Linked DNA regions of Oryctolagus cuniculus: region 1 is linked to region 2. The links are chromatin contacts, called in public Micro-C maps. All regions are on one chromosome and are shown on one strand. Each heading gives the region's core, a stretch centred on a gene start, on an enhancer-like site or on the middle of the called end of the contact. The rest is flanking DNA. Distances are from core to core; before and after follow the strand shown. Region 1 holds the start of NEMP1 (nuclear envelope integral membrane protein 1). Region 2 holds the start of BAZ2A (bromodomain adjacent to zinc finger domain 2A).

Region 1 (5,909 bases), core at 2,874-5,373, 330 kb before region 2:
TCCTAGTGTGACCACTCACCTGCACCCACGCAGCAGTCCTGGTGTTGGATCACTGCGTGGTGCCCACGTACCATTGCCTTGTGTAATTGTACATGCACCATGTTATCTTTCTGAAATCCAGAAAATTCTCAAACACGTTTACCCCCCACATTTCCCAGCCTGTTTTCTTGTTAGCTTTGGAATGAGTTTTTTTTTAGCCTATTTGCATAAACAGATCCACCTGCAGATAATGAATATTCATTGCAGTATGTGCTGTAGACTCTGAAGGTGATTCTCAAAGTGTTTTGAGCAGTGTCCTCTGTTTTAAAAAGGCTAACAACTTCTTGAATGACTATGTCATGCCGAAGTGGACAACCAATCTCATTTACACATTTTAAGAGTCAGTGATTTTCTGGAATCACTTCGCAAAACTAATTAGTTCCCCTGTTTTCGCCTTAATCCAAACCAAAGAGCAAACTGAATGTTGAGAATGAGACTTGGTAGAAAAAAATGGAGAGTGTGTGTATGTGTGTTTATATATGTAGAAAAAATGAAGAGACTGGATATGTGTTTATTAAATATGTGTATATATATTAAATACACACATATAATATACATACATTTTAAAGAGTCCATTTAAATGTGTGTTATGAAAAAAATATGATTTCCGGGCCAGTGCCATGGCGCACCAGGTTAATCCTCCGTCTGCGGCGCCAGCATCCCATATGGGCACCGGTTCTAGTCCTGGTTGCTCCTCTTCCAGTCCAGCTCTCTGCTATGGCCTGGGAAAGCAGTAGAAAATGGCCCAGGCGCTTGGGCCCTTGCACCCGAAGGGGAGACCCGGAGGAAGCTCCTGGCTCCTGGCTTCAGGTCGGCCCAGCTACGGACGTTGCGACCACTTGGGGAGTGAACCAACGGAAGGAAGAACTTTCTGTCTCTCTCTCTCTCTCTTTGCTGTCTGTAACTCTGCCTGTCAAATAAATAAATAAACATCTTTAAAAAAAGAAAGGAAAAACTGACTCCAAGGTATTTTTGCACCGCAATAATCTTAAATAATATCTTAAAATTTCTTTAATTTTATATTTATTTTTATTTTATTTGAAAAGCAGAGAGAGACAGAAGGAGCTCTCCCATCTGCTGTTTCACTTCTTAAATGCCCACAGTTGCTGGGGCTAGGCCAGGCCGAAGCCAGGATCTCAAAACTCAGTTCAGTTCTCCCACTTGGGTGAGACTCAAATACTTCAGCTGTTGCCTGTTCTCTCCCAAGGTTCACATCAGCAGGAAGCTGGAAGCAGAGCTGGGACTAGAACTCAAGGACTCTGATAGGAGATGTGGGTGTCTCATGTGCCATCTTAATTGCTGGGCCAAATGCCCACCCCTAAAACATTTTTAACTGGGGCCGGTCCTGTAGCGCACTGGGTTAATCCTCCGCCTGTGGCGCCAGCATTCCATGTGGGCGCCGGTTGTAGTCCCAGCTGTTCCTCTTCCAATCCAGCTTCTGCTATAAAGCAGTAGAAGACGGCCCAAATCCTTGGACTCCTGCACCCACGTGGGAGACCCGGAAGAAGCACCTGGCTCCTGGCTTTGGATCAGTGCAGCTCCAGCCGTTTTGGCTATTTGGGGAGTGAACCAATGGAAAAAGGAAGACCTTTCTCTCTGTCTCTCTCTCTCTCACTGTCCACTCTGCCTGTCAAAAAAAAAAAAAAAAAAAAAAGAAGAAGAAGAAGCCAGGAGCTTCTTCCAGGTCTCCCTCGCAGGTGCAGGGGCCCAAGGGCTTAGGCCATCTTCTACTGCTTTCCCAGGCCATAGCAGAGAGCTGGATCAGAAGTGGAGCATCTGGGACTTGAACCGGCGCCAGATGGAATGTCCGCACTGCAGGTGGTGGGCCCCGTGCATTCCTTTCATTTCCACTGTGCCTCGTGTCACTTTGGCTCCTCCTACTGCGTAACACAGGCTAATTTCTACCTTACTGCCTAACAGACCCAGGTCTCCCACATGGACGGTAGGAACCTAACTCAGCTATTACTGCTGCCTGCCGGGCTTCACAGCAGGAAGCTGGAATCGCTAGGTCAAATGCCTGCTCCCGAATTCATTTTCCCACAAACTCTGAAGTAACATTATACATGTATACAAGTAGACTTTATTTTTAAAACACAACTTTAGATTTACAAAAAGATTGAAAATATATTACTCGGAGAGTTCTCATATACCCCACATCTGGTTCTCTCCTTGTTCATCTCACGTTACTATGGCACATTTGCCACCATCAACGAGCCGTTATTAATACATTATTATTTTTTTTTGACAGGCAGAGTGGACAGTGAGAGAGAGAGAGACAAAGAGAAAGGTCTTCCTTTGCCGTTGGTTCACCCTCCAATGGCCACCACGGCTGGCGCGCTGCAGCAGGCGCGCTGTGGCCGGCGCACCACGCTGATCCACAGCCAGGAGCCAGGTGTTTCTCCTGGTCTCCCATGGGGTGCAGGGCCCAAGCACTTGGGCCATCCTCCACTGCACTCCTGGGCCACAGCAGAGAGCTGGCCTGGAAGAGGGGCAACCGGGACAGAATCCGGTGCCCCAACCGGGACTAGAACCCAGGGTGCCGGCGTGGCAGGCGGAGGATTAGCCTAGTGAGCCGCGGCGCCGGCCATTATTACATTATTTTTAAGTAGAGTCTGCAATTTGTTCAGATTTCCTGTGTGTGTGTGTGTGTTTTAACTCGTGTTGTTTTAGGATCCTCCCACAGTGCTGCTTAGTGTCCCTAGGCTCCTGTTGTCTGCCTCAGTTCTCAGACTTCTCTTGTTTTGATAAGCTTGATACTGTTGAGAAGTACTGGTCAGGCATTTTGTAGGACCCTCTGGTTTAATCTGGCTACCATTTCCTTGTGAGGTGAGTGGTCTTCTAGGCCTTGGAGGAAGGAAACCACAGAGGTAAAAAGCCATTTTCATCACATGGTATCAACGGTGCCTATAGTAACAAGAGGATTGTTGGGCTCCAGGTCAGCTGAGGATGTGTGAGACATAGGATGACTCTTGCAGCACAGCCGGCCTAGGCTTTTTATTTATTTATTTTTTTGTGGGGTGAAGATGAATTTTCTTACCCCTAGTTCAGTCCCGTTTTGACTTTAGAAATTCCTTGTTTTGAAAGCTTGGACCGCCACCAGAAGCCACCCCATTCCCTGGATTTCTCCTCAGCTCCTCAACTTGGCTCCATCATCTGTAGGCTTCCTATTCGCCACCATCAAAGCCCCTAGAAACAAATCAAGCAAAAAAAATCCCACTTCAATTCCTGCTAATAGTTACTGAACACCTGTTATGTGCCAGGCCCCCAGCAAAGCCCTCTCTGTGTTAAATCTTTAAGGAGAAGCAGCGTGATGTCCAGAAAAGGCTCAGGCTTTGGGGTAAGAGCTGGGTTGGAGCCACAGCTCAGACCAGCGCTGTAATCGTAGGCAGCTTCCTTTGCTTGCCTCAGCCTTGTCTGGCTCCTTATAATGGAGGTAATTATATTCATCTCATAGACACTGCGAGGAATAAAGAAACCTTTCCTTAATCCCCGCAGGTATTTTGTTTCCAAAAATAGAAACCCCTCTAGTTCCATTTTTAAAGGCTAATGTTTATGCCTATAAAACACTGACACACAATTTCTTGATGACTTCTGTTTTAAATCATTTAGGACTTTGGAGGACCACACTTTGGACAATCATCTCACTCTTAAAAATTGTGATGTCAGGACCCGATTCATAAAGAGATCTCAGTTACAGGCTTCCTGTAACAAAAAAGGTCGTGGTAAAAAGAAAAGAAGGAACTTGAGATAGTTTCGATGCCTGTATCAAGTTTGGCCCAGGGGACCTAGGTTTTCTATTGGTTAACCTCCCCGTCAATCGCACTAGTTGTAAATAAACTGGAGACGGAAGCATGTTGTTTAGAGGCGGGATCTTCCTGTCGCCATTGTTAGGGCGGGATGAAGCCCCGTTTTCTAATAGGCTGAAAGCTGCTTCTCCCGCCCTCCGCGGCCAGTTGCTAAGGGGCGGGACTCCTCAGGTCCTGGGAGAGTTGAATGCTGGCAGTCTCGTCCATTCGATTGGCCGGCAGGGGCGGATCTTGTAGCTGATTGGCTACTGGCTCTGCCGATTCGGGGTTAGTTGCCGGGGAGAGGCACGTGAGAAGGAGGCGGCTTGAGGCGCTCGGCGGGAGGAATGAAAGTGGCGGTCGCGCTGGCAGTTGGTCCCGGGTTCTGGGACTGGAGGGCTAGGGGCGGTGGGGCACTGCTGCTGCTCTTGGTCCTCTCCTGCTGCTTGGCCAGCGACTCAGGTACCACCCGGGCAGCAGCTGCCTAAGGGGCGGGTGCCGAGGGGGCTATTTTTGGAAAAGTGGGGAATCTCCGAATGATGCGGGCGGTTCTCTGTTCAGGGGCGGCGGCTCGGTTCTGGGCCGCGGGACTGGTGCCGAAAGAGATGCTTGTCAGCGAGTCAGGGCTGAGGGGCCCGGGCCCTGGGGCGGCGTCGGGGCTCTCCTCAGGGCGGGGAGGAGCCGGGTGCCTTTCGGCGGAGACCGGAAGGGAGGCCTGCGCTGGAGGCGATGCGGTTCTCGGGGCATCGGCGTGCCGCGGAGGCTTCCGCGAGTTTCTGTGGTGCAAGGAAGGAGTAGCAAGCAGCATTGGGGCCAGGCGGAGCTCCTCATTCATTCCGCCGAGGAGCCGGCACCTCAGCGTGTGCTCCGCCGGGCGCGGCGGCTGGCTGACGTCTCCCCAGACCCTCGCCCCGGCCAGGCTTGTAGACCGGGTCTGGAGCCCTTGCATCCCAGTTTTCGGGAAAAGCTAGCAGTGCCATTCTGCATCGAAGGTACTCGTGGCTGGATCCACTTACGCAGTCATCCGGGCGAACGCCGTTGGGTTCCTGCCTTTCCCGCTGCAGTCCTGAGGATTTACACTGTGTTAGTGAAACACCTCCTTCTAGATTCACAACAGAAAGAGAAGCGAGGTTCCCAAGCTTCCGCTGGAGGGAGTTTGAAACCCAGGAGAATAATCTTATCTCGTGAACACACGTGCCTGTGTCACACTGTCACTTAGGCTTATCTTTAGCTGCAGCGTTAAGGTGTCCGGTCCCATCCATAGAGCCGGCTCCGAAACGCAGTGGCTTTATGAAAATAGTTGTGGGGTGGGGGCGTCGGTAATAAGGACGGTGCAGGTGCGGAGGCAGGGCCCGCAGCAACACTGGAAGGGCTATCTTATTATCGGAGTGGACTTCTAAAATGGGCCTGTAGGTCGTGGGGGCTGAGACGAGAGAACACACGCGGAAATACCGCTAGGAAAGCCAGCACTGCAGCGGCTGAGCGGGGAGAGGAGTTCAGGCGGTGGTGGTTCGGTGTGGCCTGATCGGCCACTACACGTCACAGGGAACACCGGGTACCCCTTACTTCTCGTTGGAAGCTTTTGAAAAACGTGATTAAGGAAGGAATGCATGTTTGCTTCAGACCGGTTGGCAAGTGTGAGTCCAGTTAGGTGTAAAGGAGTAAGCTGCAGCCTCACGGGGCTGTGCAGAGGGCTTCCATAGAGTGTGCGCTCTTGTCTTTTCCCTGCGCGTTTTTAGTTGAAGATTTTGGAGAGGAATGGGTATATTTCCAACGTGTCAGTAATGTGGTTCTCTTCCCTGCAGGCCACCACTCGCTGCCAGAGATCCCTTTCCCACTTCATTTTTGCAGCAAAGGCGTGTAAAGTTCTTCGCAGTCGTGTTTTACTTGTTTGATAGTCCGTTGAATGGATGGAGCATTATGTATATAATATTTCTGGATTAGATAGTTGGTGAGATAATTGTGGTGTATCTAAGTTTTCATTGTGTGGATAACCACAATTTGTATGCATTTTTGTATCCTTAAAAATTCTAAAAATCCGGAGTAGGTACACCAGCTTTCACTGCTGTCAGAGTTAGTGCCCCA
Region 2 (6,090 bases), core at 3,203-5,702:
TTGGAGGGGGAGAGGTGAAGTTGGAGGTGGATCCTGTGCCTCAGATAACCCTATTTTGTACCTTACACTTAAACAGGTGTTTACTAATTTCCTGCGTTGACCCCTTCTGGGAAGGAGGGTCTGTGCTACCTCTTATTTGGTGGTGTTGGGCACGTGGCTTCCTCAGTCCTCTGCCAGGTTTTCTGATTATGTCTGATTACTGCAGGTAGCGCTGGTGTACGGTCAGATGAATGAACCACCTGGTGCCCGTGCCCGGGTAGCTCTGACTGGACTGACTGTGGCCGAATACTTCCGAGACCAGGAAGGTCAAGATGTACTGCTGTTTATTGATAACATCTTCCGCTTCACCCAGGCTGGCTCAGAGGTAAGGGGAAGCCATGAAGCACATCGTTCATGTGATGTTTCCGTTGTGCAATGAGGCTAACGGTGGAGGCATTGAACACCTCTTCTTACTCTCCTTCAGGTGTCTGCCTTACTGGGCAGAATCCCTTCTGCTGTGGGCTATCAGCCTACCCTGGCCACTGACATGGGTACCATGCAGGAACGCATCACCACCACCAAGAAGGGATCCATCACTTCCGTACAGGTAAGGAAAATGAAATTGATGCATAAAGGCACTCAGAGTGGGCTTTTAACTGGGGGGAGGGAAGCGGTTCAGGAGTTCCCTGGAGTAGTGTGTAATATACTCTGTGTGCATGTTAACGTCCCTAAAAGATTAAGAAATAATGGTGTTAATATACTATAAACTATCTAAACATTATGTGGCCAGATTCTAAACTTTCGTGATTCGTTGAACTGTTGTAGTACAAGGAGAATTTTGGCTATTTTTTAATTCAAAGTGAGTATCATTAAAGTTAAAATACAGAATGAAGAACAATATAACACAATTCTTTCATCATGGCCTATAAGCTCAGCAGATACAGCGATTGTAAGAAAGCCCCCTGTTCTTAGCATTCAAAAGTTTGCCTCAAAAAGAGTGAGGTGGTGATGAGAGGTCAGAAAAGGGGGTGGCTTCGGTGCAGTGACTTTGGTTACTGCTGTTTATGGGTTCTTGGCTCCCTGTAGGCTATCTACGTGCCTGCTGATGACTTGACCGACCCTGCCCCTGCCACTACCTTCGCCCACTTGGATGCCACCACTGTGCTGTCCCGTGCTATTGCTGAGCTGGGCATCTATCCAGCTGTGGATCCTTTAGACTCCACCTCTCGCATCATGGATCCCAATATCGTGGGCAGTGAGCATTACGACGTTGCCCGTGGAGTGCAAAAGATCCTGCAGGTGAGTGTGTTGCCGTGAGGGATCAGTGGCCATAAGATCCCTTAGGGTATTTGGGGAGTCTGTTAGGACTACATCTGTCCTAGTAACTTGTGATAGACTTTGGAATTGGGAAAGTTGCGACGAGCATTGGAATTGTTAGTGCTAATGAAGATTTGGGTTTCCAGGTACTTAGGCTGAGCTTTGGAATTCACTTTTTTTCCTAACAGCACCAGATTAGCAGTTGGGAGAACTAAACACGGAGGCCAAGGGCCCTTGTGACCTGCGAGTGTGTAACTTCCCCTTTGTTTGCCTTTTCGATTTTTTGTCAGAATTAAAGGAGTATGAATACTTAGACCTTGTTTTCATCCTGTTTTCTCACAGGACTACAAATCCCTCCAGGACATCATTGCCATCCTGGGTATGGATGAACTTTCTGAGGAAGACAAGTTGACTGTGTCCCGTGCACGGAAAATACAGCGTTTCCTGTCCCAGCCATTCCAGGTTGCTGAGGTCTTCACAGGTCATATGGGGAAGCTGGTCCCCTTGAAGGAGACCATTAAAGGATTCCAGCAGATTCTGGCAGGTGAGCTTTTTGACTAGTACAAACCGAACATAAAATGATAGGAAAACTAAAATCTTTTAAGTTACTGTTCCTATTCCAATAGCCATCAATGTGTGATGTGTTCACCTTTCTTTTAATTACAAAAATAAGCTATTTCTCATAAATTTTGTTTGGAAATACTCTACACTGACTTGAGAGTCTGAATGCCTCTCCGAGTCGCTGGCTCCCTTTCGTGCAAATCCAGCACTTGCTGTGTTCAGTGCAAGCTCCCCTCTGCTGTGAGGGGCGCAGCCTCTTCAGGAAGGCCTCATCCTGCTTAATTAACTGCTGGGATGCAGGCAGGAGAATCTGAACTCAGGGTGCTGTAATCCACCCTGCATCATGTTTTCTTGTCCATTTGAGGGTGAGAGAAGTTTGAATAAAGGTTTCTTAGATTATATGAATGCATCACATTCCGACCCATGCTCGGCCTTGAGTGGTGATCAGAAAGTTCATGCCCTCTACTTCTCACAAGTTGGTTTTTTTCCCTGTGTAGGCGAGTATGACCATCTTCCAGAGCAGGCTTTCTACATGGTGGGACCCATTGAAGAAGCTGTGGCAAAAGCTGATAAGCTGGCCGAAGAGCATTCGTGAGGGGTCTTTGGCAAACTGCAAGCACTCACCCCGTGCTGTCCCTCTCCTTCCCTCTCCAAAACGTTTCAGTTTTCTGTGTAGGCCATGCAAGAGCCTTGGTGGAAAACATTATGTTCTGTTTGAAGAATATTTAAGGTTTGCAATAAAATGTAACCCCTCAGAATCTGTCTGATTTTATTGGTTCTACCAACACTTATTTATTTATTTGTAAGAAGAAGAGGCAGAGAGTGAGGTCTTCCATCTACTGGTTCATTCCCCAGTTGGCTGCAATGGCTGGAGCTGCACCAATCTGAAGCCAGGAGCCAGGAACTTTTGGGTCTCCCACATGGGTGCAGGAGCCCAAGGACTTGAGCCATCTTCCACTGCTTTCCTAGGCCACAGCAGAGAGCTGGATCAGAAGTGGAGCAGCCGGGACTCGAACTGGCATCCATATGGGATGCTGGCACTGCAGGCAGCGGCTTTACCTGTGCTGGCCCCAACACTGAAGTTTTTGAGATTTTTAGTGACCACAATCAGTTTTAGCAGAAAGTAGGCTTTGTTTGTTTGAAATGGTGTTCTCAAAAATGAAAAGCCGTTCCCTTGGGTTGATAGTGTAGGTCTTTTGAGAAGATTCCTGTGGGTGGTAGGATCTTAGTAGGGCCTCTCCTTTGGCTGTTTGATTCCATTAGTTCAAAGCAAATGGATATTTTTTCCTCTTAAATATTCTATACTCCATGATTAAACTTTTAAAAGGGCATATTGGGGAAAATGGGTTGGTTTTAGAAATAACTCCTAGAAGATGCAGGGGGTTCATCAGTTAATTTTTGTAGGAAATGATGAAAACTGATTTTTGTTAAGATGGAGTCAGAAGGGCCCCCTCCACCTTGGCTGGGTGGTTAGGCCTTCATTTCTTCAGAGTGCCCCACTTCGGGCAAGCCCGGACTTGCATGTTGGATTCCTTGAGGCTCTGCAAGGGTATAAAGTAGCATGAGGCCTAGTCTGAGCTCTGCTAAGAAAGTTCAGGACAGAGAATCTGTTGCACAGAAGTGGCAGTTTGCAGGGTTGCTGGCTTGCACTGCTGAACTAAATGGAGTTCAATCATTTCCCATTCATTTTCGCCCACTAAGAGGTGTAGAGTGGGAAGATAGCACCATTTCAATTTACAAAATAACGCAAGGTCAGACTTGGTGCCCCTTGTGTTCCGTTCCGGACCCAGACCCGTCCTACTGCCCTCTTGTGGTAGTCGGGACCCGGTCTGCAAGAATTCTGATCTCACCATTTTGAAATCCCTGAGGGCCATTTGCTGGGATGTGATTCTCGGCAAATGACTGTTTACAAACCAGCTGGGGCTTTTGTCCTGAGGAGGAGCCTGTTCCTCCAAGCCCCACCTCCTGGGACCTTCAGTTGGGTAGGAGCTGGGCGGAGACAAGCTGAGCTCCCAATTCAGAGGCCCCTGGGGGCTGAAGGCTGGGGAGGGGCCTTGGGAGAGGCGCCCGGGGTGGAGTAGGGGCCTCTGAGCTTCCTCCCATCTGCCTATGACGTCCTTGGCACCAGTCTCCCCTGTGTCAGGATCTGGACGGAAGGTGGAGCCCCGGAGCTGCTTGTGCCCGGTAGTTTGCTCCCAGAAAAGCTCGACTGGGGGAAATGCTGAGTTATGGGGGTTGGGACACTTCCTCCAAGTCCCGACCTGAGTGGGGAAGATAGTGGGGGGAGGCCCCAGGGTATGGATCAGCCCTTTCCGCTTTGTTTTCCCACACCGCCCAGAGGCAGACCTGGGAACCTAAAGGTTGTTTGCATCCCTCCACCCCTTCGCGTCCTCCAGCATTTGTCTAGAACATTCTCCCTCTCACCCGGCTGCAACCGCTTATTTCCTTCCCTCTTTACCGCACCCTCTCTGTGCACGCCGCTGGAGTGTCAACACAGCCTAACCTCCCTCCATATTTCTCCTGGTCTGCCCTGTCCTCGCCTCCTCCCTCTCTCCACCCAGAGAAAGCCCCGCCCTTCCCTCCTCCCTCCCCACCCGGGTCTGTCACACAGGGACATCACCCTACAGCAGTTCGGGCTGTGTGGCTCGCAGGAAGCATACATTGGCCTTTTGGTTCTTGCTAGTTCCCAGCTCACAGTTTGGGAGGATCCTACAGCAAGCCTCCCAGCAAGAAGGGGGTCCAGCAACAGCGAGGAGCTGGGTGGTCCCAGCCTTGAGCCCTGGCAGCCTGACATGGGTGAGTCTGGGGACCAGCCCCGGGGAAGGCCTGAGGGATGCCTAGCTCCCTCCCTGGCTGACTCAGCAGGGGTGGGGCTTAACCTTTGCTCGTTTGGGGGGTGAAGGAGGGGAAATGAGACTGGGGGGGGGGTACAGGGCTCAGCTGGTGAGGCTGCCGCCTGGGATCCTGAGCATTGGCAGGCTGGAGCTCTTAAGGAACAGTGAGGCTGTACCTTAGGCCTGGGCGCCCCCCACCCCCACCCGCGTGGAGTATGGCCCCTCGCTCCTCCCCATCTGAGCTGCTGGGAGTCCAGTCTATAAAGAGTACTCACTGCTGGCCCCCACAAGAGCAAGCAGTGTTGGAGGGTCTCCACGGTGTCTCCCCTAAGCCTTAGTCTCAGGCCTTTAAATCCCTGGCTTCTCTCTTCCCCCACCCTGACCCACCACCAGGTGGGGGCTGCCCTGAGCAGCTGCTTCCTGTTGCCCGAGGTGGCTGCAAGGGTGGCCATGGTGGGGATACTGAATTAAGAGTAAAGCCGCCCCCAGGGTCCCACAGCAGCCTCCCTGCAGCTCTGCTGATGGCCTCCACGCCACAGTGCCGGCGGCCCTTAGGCAGCGCTAGCATGGAGGCTGAGCTCCCAGGAGGCAGCTGCCCTCGTGGCTTCCTGATTCCACAGCCCCCGCAGCTGTAGGGACGCGGCCCCAGAGGAGCTAGGACGCCGGGAACCTGTTCCCCTAGTAGGGCGCCGTGCGTGACCCCCCGCACGTCAGGCCTGGAGTTCCCTCTCCTGCACTCCAGGGCCTCCTCTGGGCTCCTGCAGCGCGGGCACCGGCTCCCAAGTTCAGGCCCACTGCCGCCCCCCACTTCCCCGTAGAAGTTTCTGCGTCCTCTCGGGATCCGTCCTGTTCCGCCATCTGGGACCTTTCCTGGGTCTGGCCCTAGGAGACGCCTCCCGCTGCCCCCTCCCCGAGCGCTCGTCCGCACCCCAGCGGCTCCTGCCCCTTTAAGCGCCACCTCCCCCGCGCCGCCGCCGCCGCCGGCCCAGGGCTGGGGGAGGAGGCGTCGCCGCCGCCCGGCTCGGCCACCTGCGCCGCCGCCGCCGCCGCCGCCCGCGGCCCGGCTCAGCTCCAGGTGAGGCCCGGCACCCACCTCCGGACCCGGAGCCCCCGGGCGGGCCGCTGCCGCGGTTGCCTGGCCCAGAATTCAGGACTGGACGCTCCCGCTGCGGGAGCTGCCCTTCCTCTTCTCTCCCCCGCACTATCGACTCGGCCGTTTTTTTCCCCTGTCCTCTGCCGCCCGGAATCCGGAGGCTCCTCACGCCCCTCCGCCGTCCTCCCCGGCGACTCCTCCAATTCTGGGCCGTGGGGGGGGGGGGCTCCCTTTCTCGCGCCTTCCTCGCCCAAAAAAAAAAAAAAAAAATCTCCCGCGGGCTGGGCTTCGCCTCCTCCCCTCTGG

The links. A called contact is a pair of places that touch in the nucleus more often than the background predicts.
Region 1: a Micro-C map of ear pinna shows a contact between it and region 2, with 2.8 times the contacts expected there. The contact joins the promoter of NEMP1 here to the promoter of BAZ2A in region 2. A contact is called at or near these places in 2 of 6 Hi-C or Micro-C datasets (ear pinna and an unstated tissue).

What each region holds. Positions count from the first base shown.
Region 1 is chr11:59,710,665-59,716,573 of mOryCun1.1, reverse strand. It overlaps NEMP1 (nuclear envelope integral membrane protein 1), which reads left to right and starts at 4,123. Exons shown (of 9, transcript XM_008274196.4): 1 at 4,123-4,286. The coding sequence starts at 4,172.
Region 2 is chr11:59,380,707-59,386,796 of mOryCun1.1, reverse strand. BAZ2A (bromodomain adjacent to zinc finger domain 2A) reads left to right here and starts at 4,452. Exons shown (of 29, transcript XM_051832805.2): 1 at 4,452-4,653. The coding sequence starts at 4,650. ATP5F1B (ATP synthase F1 subunit beta) reads left to right here. Exons shown (of 11, transcript XM_070052401.1): 7 at 206-364; 8 at 464-586; 9 at 1,066-1,278; 10 at 1,639-1,840; 11 at 2,355-2,615. The coding sequence ends at 2,452.